Regions from separate parts of the Sus scrofa genome. Here region 2 is linked to region 1. Evidence: chromatin contacts called from public HiChIP or PLAC-seq data. All regions are on one chromosome and are shown on one strand. Each heading gives the region's core, a stretch centred on a gene start, on an enhancer-like site or on the middle of the called end of the contact. The rest is flanking DNA. Distances are from core to core; before and after follow the strand shown.

The links. HiChIP or PLAC-seq counts read pairs in DNA pulled down with a chosen protein or histone mark.
Region 2: a contact with region 1 is called in an H3K27ac HiChIP or PLAC-seq map of alveolar macrophages. The contact joins two enhancer-like sites. A contact is called at or near these places in 5 of 47 Hi-C or Micro-C datasets (adipocytes, alveolar macrophages, blood and 2 more) and 1 of 2 datasets of contacts at active chromatin or transcription factors (alveolar macrophages).

Annotation. Positions count from the first base shown.
Region 1 is chr2:98,209,849-98,215,926 of Sscrofa11.1, reverse strand. ADGRV1 (G-protein coupled receptor 98) reads right to left here. Exons shown (of 91, transcript XM_021085372.1): 88 at 2,286-2,407. Among named protein-coding and RNA genes, the nearest start is that of ARRDC3, 230 kb to the left of the region's middle. Within about 2 kb of position 2,651, at least 8 of the 83 cell types and tissues checked have an H3K27ac peak or open chromatin away from gene starts, as enhancers often do. A contact at or near this core is called in alveolar macrophages, where this site is marked.
Region 2 is chr2:98,290,178-98,296,472 of Sscrofa11.1, reverse strand. LOC106508521 (a long non-coding RNA gene) reads right to left here and starts at 6,265. Exons shown (of 3, transcript XR_002341817.1): 1 at 2,250-6,265. Within about 2 kb of position 1,347, at least 22 of the 83 cell types and tissues checked have an H3K27ac peak or open chromatin away from gene starts, as enhancers often do. A contact at or near this core is called in alveolar macrophages, where this site is marked.

The DNA of each region.
Region 1 (6,078 bases), core at 1,402-3,901:
CTAATAAAAATGATACAAAAGAACTTATTTATAAAATAGAAACAAACTCTCAGTTCTCGAAATCAAACTTAAGGTTACCACAGGGGAGACTGTGGCAGGGGAAGGAATAAATTAGATAATTGACAAGGATCTGCTGTATAGCACAGGGAAATCTACTCAATAGTCTGTAATAACCTATATGGGAAAAAAGAATGGATATATGTATACATACAACTGATTCACTTTGCTGTACCAACTGAAATTAATACATTGTAAGTCAACTACATACCAATAAAAGTTTTTTTTTAAGTTTTCGGCAGATATTTTATTTTTTTTTATATTTTATTTTTTTTTTTTGCAACTCTACTCAAATTTGTTTAATCCTACAGCTACCCCAAACCAACTTTTATATTCTTAAGACAAAATACACTTCAGCCAAAACAAAAACAAAACAAAAAAACAAAACAAAAGCCTTGATTCATTAATGTTTGGTACCAGATAAAATTATATACACTTAAGTTTATAACTACATTTGAGTCTACATCGGGTTACTGATTTTATTTTCTTTTCTAGTTTTTTTATACCAATATCATGCCCTAATGATGACTGCCTTATCAAACTAACCACTTCTTTCACAATTTTTCTAAAATGCATGAACAAAATAGTATACTTCCTAGTATCAGTTTTTAGGTCACAATTATTAAGATGTGAAAAAAGAGGCATTCCTGTTGTGGCTCAGGGGTAACAAATCCAACTTGCTTCCCTGAGGACATGGGTTTGAATCCTGGCCCTGCTCAGTGGGTTACAGATCTGGTGTTTCCATGAGCTGTGGCATAGGTCACAGACATAGTTCAGATTCAGTGTTGCTGTGGCTGTGGCATAGGCCAGCAGCTGCAGCTCCAATTGGACCCCTAGCCTGGGAACTTCCATATGCCACAGGTGCAGCCCTAAATCGGCAGATATTTTAAAACCCTGTTCTGTGTACCACTGCGTGTCCACCAAATAAAATCCATCTGTAGGATGTCAGTGGAGACTTTGGTGTTAGTTCCACTAGGCCTAGAGATTCAAAGTTGACCAAGACAGGCCTCAGAGCTGAATGGTTCACTTTTGGGGCTCAGCTCAAATACCAGGACAGGCAGGAGTAAACAGGTTCTTCACTCTGCTCACTTAATACTTTCCTTACCAGCGCCTGCCACAGTGTACCCTTACACTGCCACAGTGTACCCAAGCTACTTGTTTGCTTGCTCTTTGAAGCATCAGCTCCTAGAGGGGCAGGGCTGTCATCTTCATCCTGTAGTCATGGCAGCACTGGCACACTGCCCTAGGAGCAGGGACCCAAACATAACTCATTATTGAGAGATGTCTCTATATCAACTTATAACAACTTGATTTCAAACTTTTAAGCTTCTTTCTTTGCCTCCCAAAATTGATATTATGCCTTGATTAGGCACTATGCTGTTAGATACAATCTCATTAATGACTCTGTCTCCTAAGAAGCAAAGTTAAATGTGTTTTGAGTCGTATTTCAGTTATGAGCTATAGCCCTCATATGTTTTTATACAGAGGTTTCTTGCAAGATGGTGGTCCAAACCAGGGCTGTTTAGGGATACCTTTGGCAAAGTCAGGAAATTGTTTTAGTCTAGGACAGCTCTTTTCACTCTGGAAAATAAGAAAAGTGAGTTCATTTGTTCCATGTGCTAATTTCAGGGTGCAAGTTTTTTCCATTTAACAAAAGGACTAAAAAAGTCAGCTTTAATTTTTGCTACAGTTATATAATTCCTAGTTATGCTACCCAAACATGCTCACAAAGCTATTTTAAACTAGGCATTGCCAGACTTGAAGGGTGTCAATCATTTTTCAGTGAACCAAAACACTAAGCACCAGACTTAAGGAATTGCTTGACCATCATTGTTATTTTTCTCCTCTGGAGCTGATCTAATTTCTAGACACAGTCCCAGTCCAAATATGTGCATATGCCCTGGATGGTTGCCATCTGCAAAGTTTATAAACATCAATTCTGTTGAAAAAGAAACATGTTTTTGTAGTTACTTAGGTGTTGTCAAAATGAAGGAGAATAAATATTTTATGTCTTCCCTATCTGTATAACCAGTAAGGTAGAAGCACAGCCATATTTCAAGCATTAACAACTTTTAACATAATCTTTATCCTTTTATTCCACAACGCTGTACACTGTTTTTGAAAGTGAGAATTCACCTACATGTAGACGCTTGATTCCTTTACGTTGAAACTCCATGCCTTGTGTTCATTAGGATACACATGTGCTGTAACCAAACAGTAAGGCTTACCTGCAGACTGTTGAAAATGACAAAGAGGACCAGCATCCAGAAGTGTCTGTAAGCCATGTGCAGGCCTCCCCAAAGCCATGTCATCGAAATGAGGGCAAAGAGATACAAAACCAGTGGAATTTCTAGACACCATTTAAAAAAAGAAGGAAGAAAAAAAGATTTTTTGAACTTCAGAATACTGCATAATCATACAGATACAAAAAATTATTTTTAGCTCCTTTCTGGAGATACTTTCTGCACCTAAGTACCCATTTTGAAAGAACAACCTTGGAAATCCCATTCTTACGCCAGAGAACAGAAGGCGCATTGCTGAGTCCACATTCCTTCTGTTTTGCTGGTAGGTAGGGGGATGGAGAAGGATGAGAACTGTTCCTCTCCTAGACTACCACCTGCTGGACAGTTCAGGAAGTGCCATGAACAACTGCAGAGATGGCAATCACATTTCAATCCTGGGGAAAACTGAGGATATAAATCTCCTTAATAGAAGATCTCTACTAGAAAACAGTAGGCACAGTGTGTTCCCAACATTACTGTAGTCCAGTTCAACATTTTAAAACATTAATGACAAAACGGGTTTGTATATAATGGAAAAATATGTATTTATCTCTTTTTTTTTTTCCTGAGTAGACACCAAATTTTACAGCTACGGTTAAGAGCAAAGATGAAGTAACGGATTACTACTGTCAACACCAAGCCTCTTCTATGCCTTATTTTATCATGCAATTTGTTGTAACAGTTTCCAGAACAGATTTCTTCAGGGCCAAAAGACTTCGTTACCCTTTCTACTTCCTTTTGATATTTGGGATTCACAGCAAAAATTTTAAAGAGGGGTTATTTAAATGGCAAGCTACATAATATCTGGAGAGTGAATTAGATCTTAGTAGCTACAAATAAACACATTTTCAAGCTACAGAAAGACATCAGGATGGAATCACTAACTCTTATGACAAACTTCAAGGTCCCTACACACTCTCCATTATCGATTAATGCCTAAAATATACATGCCCTGTGGAAATTTGAAGTTATTTACAACTTTATCAAATTTAACATTTTATTTTGAAACAATCTCAAACTTGCAGAAGAGTTGCATGTATGACAACAAAGTTATTTTTTTTTCCTGAACCATTTGAAAGTTGCCAACCTGATCCCCCATACCCTTTAAACATTGTAATATGCATTTTCTACTAAGATATTCTCCCACATAAACACAATACAACCATCAAATCAGAAAATAAACACATGTTATGACCATCCTCAGATCCTATTCATGATCTGTCAATCATTCCAATGATTTCCTCTGTAGAAGAATCCAGTTGGCATTCTCTACAGTCTGCTTTAATCCAAAACACTTCCTTTGAGTGTCCTTGGCTTTCATGACTCTGGCATTTTTGAAGGTTACCAGCCAGTTTGTCTTGTAGAATATCCTTAAATTTGAGTTTGATCTTTTCTCATGCTTTACATGACAAATTTTGCCAGAAATCACAGAAATGATGCCGAGTTCATTCTTTTTACATCTTTCTAGTGGTTGGCACAAGAATTCAATTTGCCCCATTACCAGGGATATTCATTTTTGGTCATTTTGATTAAGGTAGTGGCTGTATGAATTCTCCACTGCAAAGTCAGTCTTTTACCATTGTAATGAATATGTACCTTGTATGGCATTACTTTGAAACTAGGTAAACATCCTTTCACTTATCAAATATTTGACTTATTCATTTATTTCTATAATAAGACTCAGAGACTCTTACTGTATAATGGGTTATCTATTACCACTATTTATTTTGTTTTTTTGTTTTTTGGCTGTCCTGTGGCTTATGGAGTTCCAAAGGGCCAGGGATCAAATCTGAGCTGGATTTGCAACCTACGCCACAGCTGTGGCAATGCTGGATACTTAACCCACTGCACTGGGCCAGGAATCGAACCCACATCCCTGCTGCTGCAGAGACACCATAGTTCCCATTGTGCCATAGCAGGAACTCCACTACATCTATTTTGATGTACATGATATCCTAAGTCTGATTAGTAGAAGCCCCTTCAAGAAGGTTTCTGTCACTTCTGTTACATCCTCATCATTCTATGAGCACTTTCTTGCTTTCTGGCCCAACGAGATGTTTCAATCTCATCTTGTACTTTCCCTGCCCTGGTTTTGGTATCCTTTAGGATAGAATGGTGTTAAAAGCCAAGATCTGGGGCTGCTGGGTATGGTCACTGTTCTTGGGGTGCTGCTGCTCCTAAGTTTTCTGAATGGACAGAGCTAGAGAAGACATAGCTGTACACATGTGCACACAAACATTTACACATGTAATTCTCGATCTCCGTAGAATGAAAATCATTTGTTCACACCAATACTCGCAACTCCAATGCAATGCCACTGGGTTAAGTGTAACTTTCTCTCTTTCTGTACCTGTAACTCCCTTCTCTTTTATTAAGAAATGCATTTCCATTATTCCTAAAATATTTACCTATTTGATCAACTCTACTGGGTTGTAACCAGTCACCCACTGTTGTCATCCTTCCCTTGCACAGATGCCCTGCCAAAGCCACACCAGTTCTCTTGAGCTTCATGGGCACACCCCACCCTTCATCTGGAGCTTCCCTCATAATGACAGGGTTGGGATACTCCATACTTCCAGTGGGTGCACACCTTGCTCTGTACAAACTAATGACTATAGGATGGACTTGTTCTTGGAAGAGAAGAGAAAGACCAAGAAGAGAAAGAAAAGAAAGAAGGGAAGGGGGAATTGAGTTTTCTTTTTTCTTTTTTCTTTTTTTTTTAAGGAAGAAAAAATGCCTTTCGAAAGAGACCATGCTGATATCTTGTCAGATATCCCCTTCATAGAAAAATGTCAATTGTCTGAGTTATTACAACTGCACAGAGAAAAGGAGAAGAATTGAAAACAGTTTATATACATGAATGAGCTCCTTGTTATTAAAGCCTTACAGCAGGACAGGAGCGAATATATAAAGATTTATTTAATTTTTTAAAAATTCATTTCTGTTTAATGAAATCATACAATCTGATAAAGGGACAGAAGGTTCATTTTTACTCCTCACAAGATACCCTAATAGTTAGGAAATTGCCTAAGCTATGCTCATGAAAGTTTTCAAAGATGAGGCATTAGGCTGGTAATGGCATTCTTTGCCCTCACTATGCAAGTACAAAATTCTATTTATGGCTCTGTGCACAGTACAAAAGGACAAGCATATTTTGCATGAACAGCTAGGAACCAAATTTTCAAACTTTGGCCTGCATGTTCCTCTGAGTGGCCAGAGCCAGACAAGTGCTGTGTGCTGACAAAGCTCGGAACAGAAGCCAGGGGAGCATACCAGGGCTGACTAGAAACACCCAGAGCTCATGTTTTTCTGGAACTGTGCAGAAAAGTGTGGTGGCTTGGCACCCTAGATCAGAAACTGCAAAGCAAGAAAGCCAGCCATAAATAACTTAGTATACTGATCAATAGATCCCAGGCCGGTTTGTCAGCAGTGCAACAATGATTAAGACATGATTTCAGATGGAAGGAACGTATTCAGGGGCACATCCGGATTTTGTGGACCTGAAGTTTATAAAACTTGGAAAGACTTCTGTAAAAAATAAAAGTTCAAAGGCATAATTAGGTATAAGATCTTGGAAGAGGACCATGCAAGTAAGAGGCCCTAAAATGTATGCTTCATCAGCTTTATAGTTAACCTACCTAAGGAGGCACCATTCAACTCTCTGAGGCCTGGAGTAACAGTGACCAAAAGGAAAAGGGATGTGGGAGTGAGTGATGACCATAAAAGTGAGGGGGAATGC
Region 2 (6,295 bases), core at 98-2,597, 82 kb before region 1:
TAAGCATAGGAGTTTGTGTATAGTGCAGTGGGTTAAGGATCTGGAGTTGTCACTGTTAGCAGCTCTGGTCACTGTTGTAGCATGGGGGTTCAATCCTTGGTCCGGGTACTTCCACATGCCGCAGGCACAGTCAAAAGATTAGGTATAGAAATGACGTGAATCAGTGCCTGGTGTATTACTAGTAATCAATAATTATTATATTATGTAATTATAACAGGAGAATCGGAACATAAGAAATAATTTTTACAAGTCGCCTGTTCATCATTAGCTAAAGATAGCTCCTTAAAAAACAAACAAACAAAAAAAACCCAGGAGTTCCTGTCATGGTGCAGCATAAACAAATCTAACCAGCATCCCTGAGGAGGCAGTTTCAATCCCTGGCCTTGTTCAGTGGATTAAGGATTTGTGTTGCCATGAGCTGTGGTGTAGGTCATAGATGAGACTCAGATCTGATATTGCTATCATTGTGGCATAGGCCGGTGGCTGCAGGTCTGATTCAACCCCTAACCTGGGAACCTCCATATGCCATGGGTGTGGCCAGGAAAAAAGACAAAACAAACAAAAACCTGTAATCCCTACTCGGCGAAATGTGTAGTAGAGATGATCCAACCCTTGCCTTCTGGTCAACATCCTCGGTATCCAAAACCCAAACATGCAGTGAATACACAGAGACATGCAGATTTCCTTCTTCTGGATACTGATTACGAACCTAGGATTCTTGGCCATAGGTCTTTTATCACCCTTGGTTTACTTTTCAGCAGGAATGACATGATTCATCAAATAACTCGGGGCTTTTTGCAACGGAAATAATTAGAAAGTAGCCAGAGATGCCTCGTGGGTTATGTGTGATCTCACTGAAGAGTCACGCCCCCACATCCCAAGGGTTGCTGGGTGCCAAGCCCGAATTGGCTGCCACCTGGGTTCTGGATTCAGCTGGTTTGACTTTGGATGGTGTAAGAGGCCATAGAAAAAGATAGATCATAAAAGGCCTTAAGAAATCCTTTTCAATTACAGGTGTGGTGTTTTCAAAATAACCTTGTTTTCAGTGAGCTTAGCTCCACCCAGAGGAGAGAGAAGTCTATAGCCAGCCAAAGAGAAATGACTTTGTTCAACCTCTGCATATACAAACACGGAAGAAGGAAGTTGATGCCTCTATCTTTACCTTTGGGTGCAGTGTTTTACATGAAGCAGGCAATGACCTAGTTATAAGTTGAACCAGCAAACTCCTAAGAAACATATGTAAGACATACCACCTCCTCCCTTGTGGTCAGTCTCTGAGGGGTCCTCTCTGGCCTCTTGAATTCCTATTCCTACCCCAGCTGATGGAAATTCTATGCTTCATCTAGTCATAAGCTAACAATAGAAGCAAATGCTAGTGGTATCCAGGGCATTTGCTCTATCAAAGAAAAGAGTTAGCAATTAGGAATGTGCTTTTCATATACCCAAGTAGCTAAAGACACAGCCTGTGCCAGGAGATGGAGAAATATCTATTATCTTTTCCTGGCCTGTCTCTTAGACCTCCTTGCATACTACATGCATCCACGCTTGTGTAGGTCTTGCCTGAGGGGCCCGCTATAATGCCAGAAAGACTCTCATGGAAGAGAATAAATCATGGAGAATTGGAGCCAAAAAAGACATCCAAAATAATCTAGTTCAGTGGTTCTTGTCACTAGCTGTATATTAGAATTATTGGAGGAATTCTGAAAAACTTCCAATACCAAACCCTACCCTAAGAGATTCTGATTTAATTGTTCTGGGTTAGGGTCTGGGCTCAACAATAGTTGTTAAAGGAAAGGATACATGTATTAATAAATGCATAAGTCATAAATGCATTTACTTTTTTAATGCATTAATAAAGAACACGTAAATTTAACACTTTTCTGGATAGCTGGAAACAAAAGCAAATATTTTGAGCTATGATCTTGGCTTACTCATTTTGATGTTCTGAGCACCCTCTTTCCAATGAGGTGGGGCACTTCCCCACACCACCACCGATTCTCTGGGGACATCAGCTGGGTGTCTACAGTTCAACTCATTCTGACACTTTATGTACCCCGAGATAATATCAGATATTCCACAGTTACATCCCCCACACACCACGCCGTTCCAGACTCCTTAGCAAGCCCAGGTTGTGACCTCTGCTTCTGACCAACCGGCTACAGCCCAGAGATTCCAATGACACCCTTTTTCCTTTCCTTCAATTAATTTGCCAGAGTGGCTCCCAAAGCTCAGAGAAAGAGTTTACTTACCAGGTCACAGGTTTATTATAAAAGGAAATAACTCTGGAACAGCCAGACGGAGAGACATATAGAGAAGGGGCAGGGAACAGGTGTGGCACGTCCGTGTTCTCTCCTGGAGCATCACTGTCCCAGAATCCCCCTGTGTTCACCAGCCCGGGCACTCTTCGAACGCTTCTTTGGGACCTTTAAGGGAGGCTTCTTTATACAGACAGGCAAAAGTAATTAAATCATTGGCCATTACTGATTGACTCAACCTGTGGACCCTCTCCCCTCCCTGCCCTCATCCTTAAGTCGGGTCTCAAAGTCACCTCATTAACATAACAAGTCACACTTTTGTTGCTCTCCTCACCAAAGGAGCTCTGTGCTGGAAATAAGATGAAGACCAAATATGTATTTCTTACTATAGATCACATCATCACACTCCTCTACCTCACGCTGGTGAATTATACAATGCAATCAATCAAAAAAATAAAAATTGAGTATAGGCTCAAAGGTAAAGTCTGAAGTCATTAACAAACTAATGGTGGATTTAAAAACACATTTACAGATTCTTTGATATTCCTTCCTTCATGGGGTCAAACCTAAGTTCTCTCCCCTTGAGGATGGATTTAATGACTCGATTCTCTAGAAAGAATAAAGCAGAAGGTGTGGAGTATGAATTTGGAGGTGTGAAAGGGCCCTGTGGTACTCTTACCATCTCTCGAGTGCATAGCATGCCCTCTATGGAAAACAGCTGAAATACATTAGGACACTCGGGCAGCCCTGCAAAGCCAATGTTGTAAAAAATGGAGGCCTTCTGTCACCAGCGATCTGAGCCAGCCATCTTGGAAGTGGATTCTCTAGGTCAGGTCAACCCCTCAGATGACTTCCTATGAGGTCCATCCCTGACTGATCGCTTGAGGGCATTCCCATGAGATCACTTGAGCTAGAAGCTCCTAGCCAAGCCACTCCCAGATTCCTGGCCTTCGGAAATTGTATGAGATAATAATGTGTGTTAAGATTCTAAGCTTTTGCGTAACTTGTACAGCAACAGATAACTATTACAGTAATACATGATCCTCAGCCTCCACGAGTTTGCAACACAGTTGAAGTCGGTTATAGCACAAAAAACATCAACTATGAAAGGCTCAAAATATTCTGTCATATGAAGGGAACTGTTGTATAGTAGAACTAGAGGATAATAGCCACATCATAGTCTTTGTGAATTGAGTGCCCTAAAGCCAAGCAATTTGGAGCCCACATGGCAGCACAGAACAGTGGATTAGAAATACATGGATAGGTAGATGATAGATAGATAAATAGATAGATAGAGATAGGCAAACAGATGGGTAGATAGAGGATCCATGTCCTTGGGAAGCCTCCTCGTGGTTCTAATTTGTCTGAGGAAGCCAGTGATGTAACTAATACATTAACCTGGGTATTTAAGTAGCTCATTTAGATAGCATGTAACATGCTACCAAAGTTCAGTTAATCAGACAGAGTAACACAACATTTTAATTAAGGTGCTTGATCAATCATTGTGCAAAGCTTACTTTTCCAGGTTTTAATGCTAGCCTTGGTTTCTTACGATATATTCTGTGTTCCTTGAGCTGTACCAACAGTGGGCCTTTAATCCTCATTTGTATGAAATGCTCCAGCCCTTGCCAAAGTTGATTGAATTAGAGGTTGAAAACCTGATTCAAACTGGAACGACCTGAGATTCCTTTGTAGAAATTAAGAATGGGGTCTCCGTTGAGGTGCTCTCTTAAACAGAGGATAGGTTGGTTACACATTTTCTTCCACATCTACCCAGGAAGCACAGAAATCTAGTCTGAAGGAAGAGAGATTAGAGTGCCATAATATGACCTGTGATTTTATAACAAATTTTCAATTTCCCCTTATCACTAAATCTGGTTTCAGGTGGATCTTTCTGCCACCAAAAGAATAGTCTTCATGATCTTACAGTTTAGACTTAACATTAAAAATGACTTGAACTTTGTCTGTTGCATATTATAATAAGGTCCTAATGGCAAAGCATCTATTCTTTTGCACTTTAAATGATTTTCTTTTTCCTAAATTGAATAACTTCCCAGAGAAATGGCACGAGTGAAAGAATTTATAAACAACATCTGTCTAGCTCATGTTATTGGTTATTTGTATAAAAATTTGTCTTATTACTCACACTAGTTTTTTTTTTAACCTTTGGAAAAGAATAATCTATGATTTCCTGTAAGTGAAAGAGACAGGGAAAATTTTTTATTCTGATCTAAGTTGTTGCTTCACTTTTAATTATAATACCTACCATTGCCCTATTAAGCCAAGAAAAATCTGACCTGGTGTACAGCTTTAGAATAATTTTGATTTAAAAAAAGTTTCAATAGGAACTGTAAGTCAATTTAAGTCAAAAGGACTGTTGTACTCCCATGGGTTATTGAGGAGATACAGATAAAGTTAATATGATAAACCAAGACAAATTTGAAAAACTAGAGCATGCCCTCTAAAGAAAATTGATTATTATCATTAAGTCAAATAGGAACATTTTAATTTTGCCATATATGATTCATTTGATAGATACAAGCAAAGACCAGGAAAAAATCCAGTAGTACCACCCTCTATTTATTTTTCTAGCAGTGCTTGGATGATTCTGAATTCCAGAAGAGCTGTGAGGTCTTTTCATCATGGAGTTTTTTTTTTTCTTTTGTTTCGGGGAAGAAAAATATCTGGTTTAGTAGTGACGTCTGGTGTAAGAGATTGTTTTTCGGAATATTTCGACTCATCTTTGGGTCACTGACCTCAGGTCTGAAAAGTGCAAGATGTTTCCTCATGCAGCTTGTTGTGTGGAACACTTCTTTCATAACTCTAGTATCTACCCCTAGGCGCTCTATTCTGGCACCGATGATTTACCTTTTCATCTCAGGGAATTCTGAAAGATTGTAAATCAGAGTATCAAACATTATTATGTTAGTCTTTTAAGAAAAACCCTAGGTTCTTATTTCAGCTTCTATCTGCCCTAGTATTTTCATCATAGCCACTTTTATTGGTTCTTACTCTTAGTATTGATGGTTTCCTCTGGTGGCTGGTGATGATTCTACTGGCTTATTTTTCCCTCATTTTTTATTCTTTACAGACATTGAAGGGATGAACACAATCTGGGGCAAGGATATTACTTTGGAAGCATTTGATTCCTGCCTGAAATTTCAAATGCAGTGGTGAGGGTTGTCAGGAAGTAATTTACGAGGATTGTGGGAAGAGTAGCTTTGGGTGAGTTAAAATGGTAGAAAGATAAGATAGAGAGGGGCACAGGGTGGTTGGGATGCTAAGAGCAGGGTGGACATTAAAACATGTCCTAGATAATGATTGGTCACCAGAGATGGTATGATTATAGCAAGAATTGAGAGGATCTCTATATGGTATAGGCTCTTGGTGTTTACCTAGATCCGCTCCTTTATAGCACACAATTCAACATATTTCCTAGCCCTTCTTGTACCCAGGTAGGGTCATGTGACTGCGTCCTGGTCAGTGAACTTCTAGTTCTGATCACACAGATTTCAGGAAGATTTCCATGCTTTCTCTCTTTCCAAGGCTGCCCTGTTGGAAATGAAGAATTCTGAGGATCTTAAAGATGATGCTACAGGATAGAAGGAGCTGGGACTCCTGAGTCCCTTCTTGGAGGGGAGGTATGTTAGATTTTGCAAAAAAAGAAATAAACCTAAATGATGTTAAGCCACTAAAAACTGGTCTTTGTTTCTTACAGTAGCTAGCATTGATTATCCTGATTAATATCATATCTCTTTGGTTATGATATTGTCTTTGATAGCATCACAGTAAAAGAATAAAGAAACAGGAAAACATTACTCCAAAAGAGAATATTTGGGATTGGAGGGAGGGGATGAGGAGCTGGAGAAAAGAGGTAGCACTGGGCATGGAGGGCCTCCCAAGACAGAAAACATTTTGTGGATGTTCTGATTTAATACTAAAACTGAGCAGGACACTTCTAAATGGACTTCAATTTGTATAAAAGTAGACTGACATATTTTTGACAATTATAATTAAAAGAATACAACTGTAAATGAAAC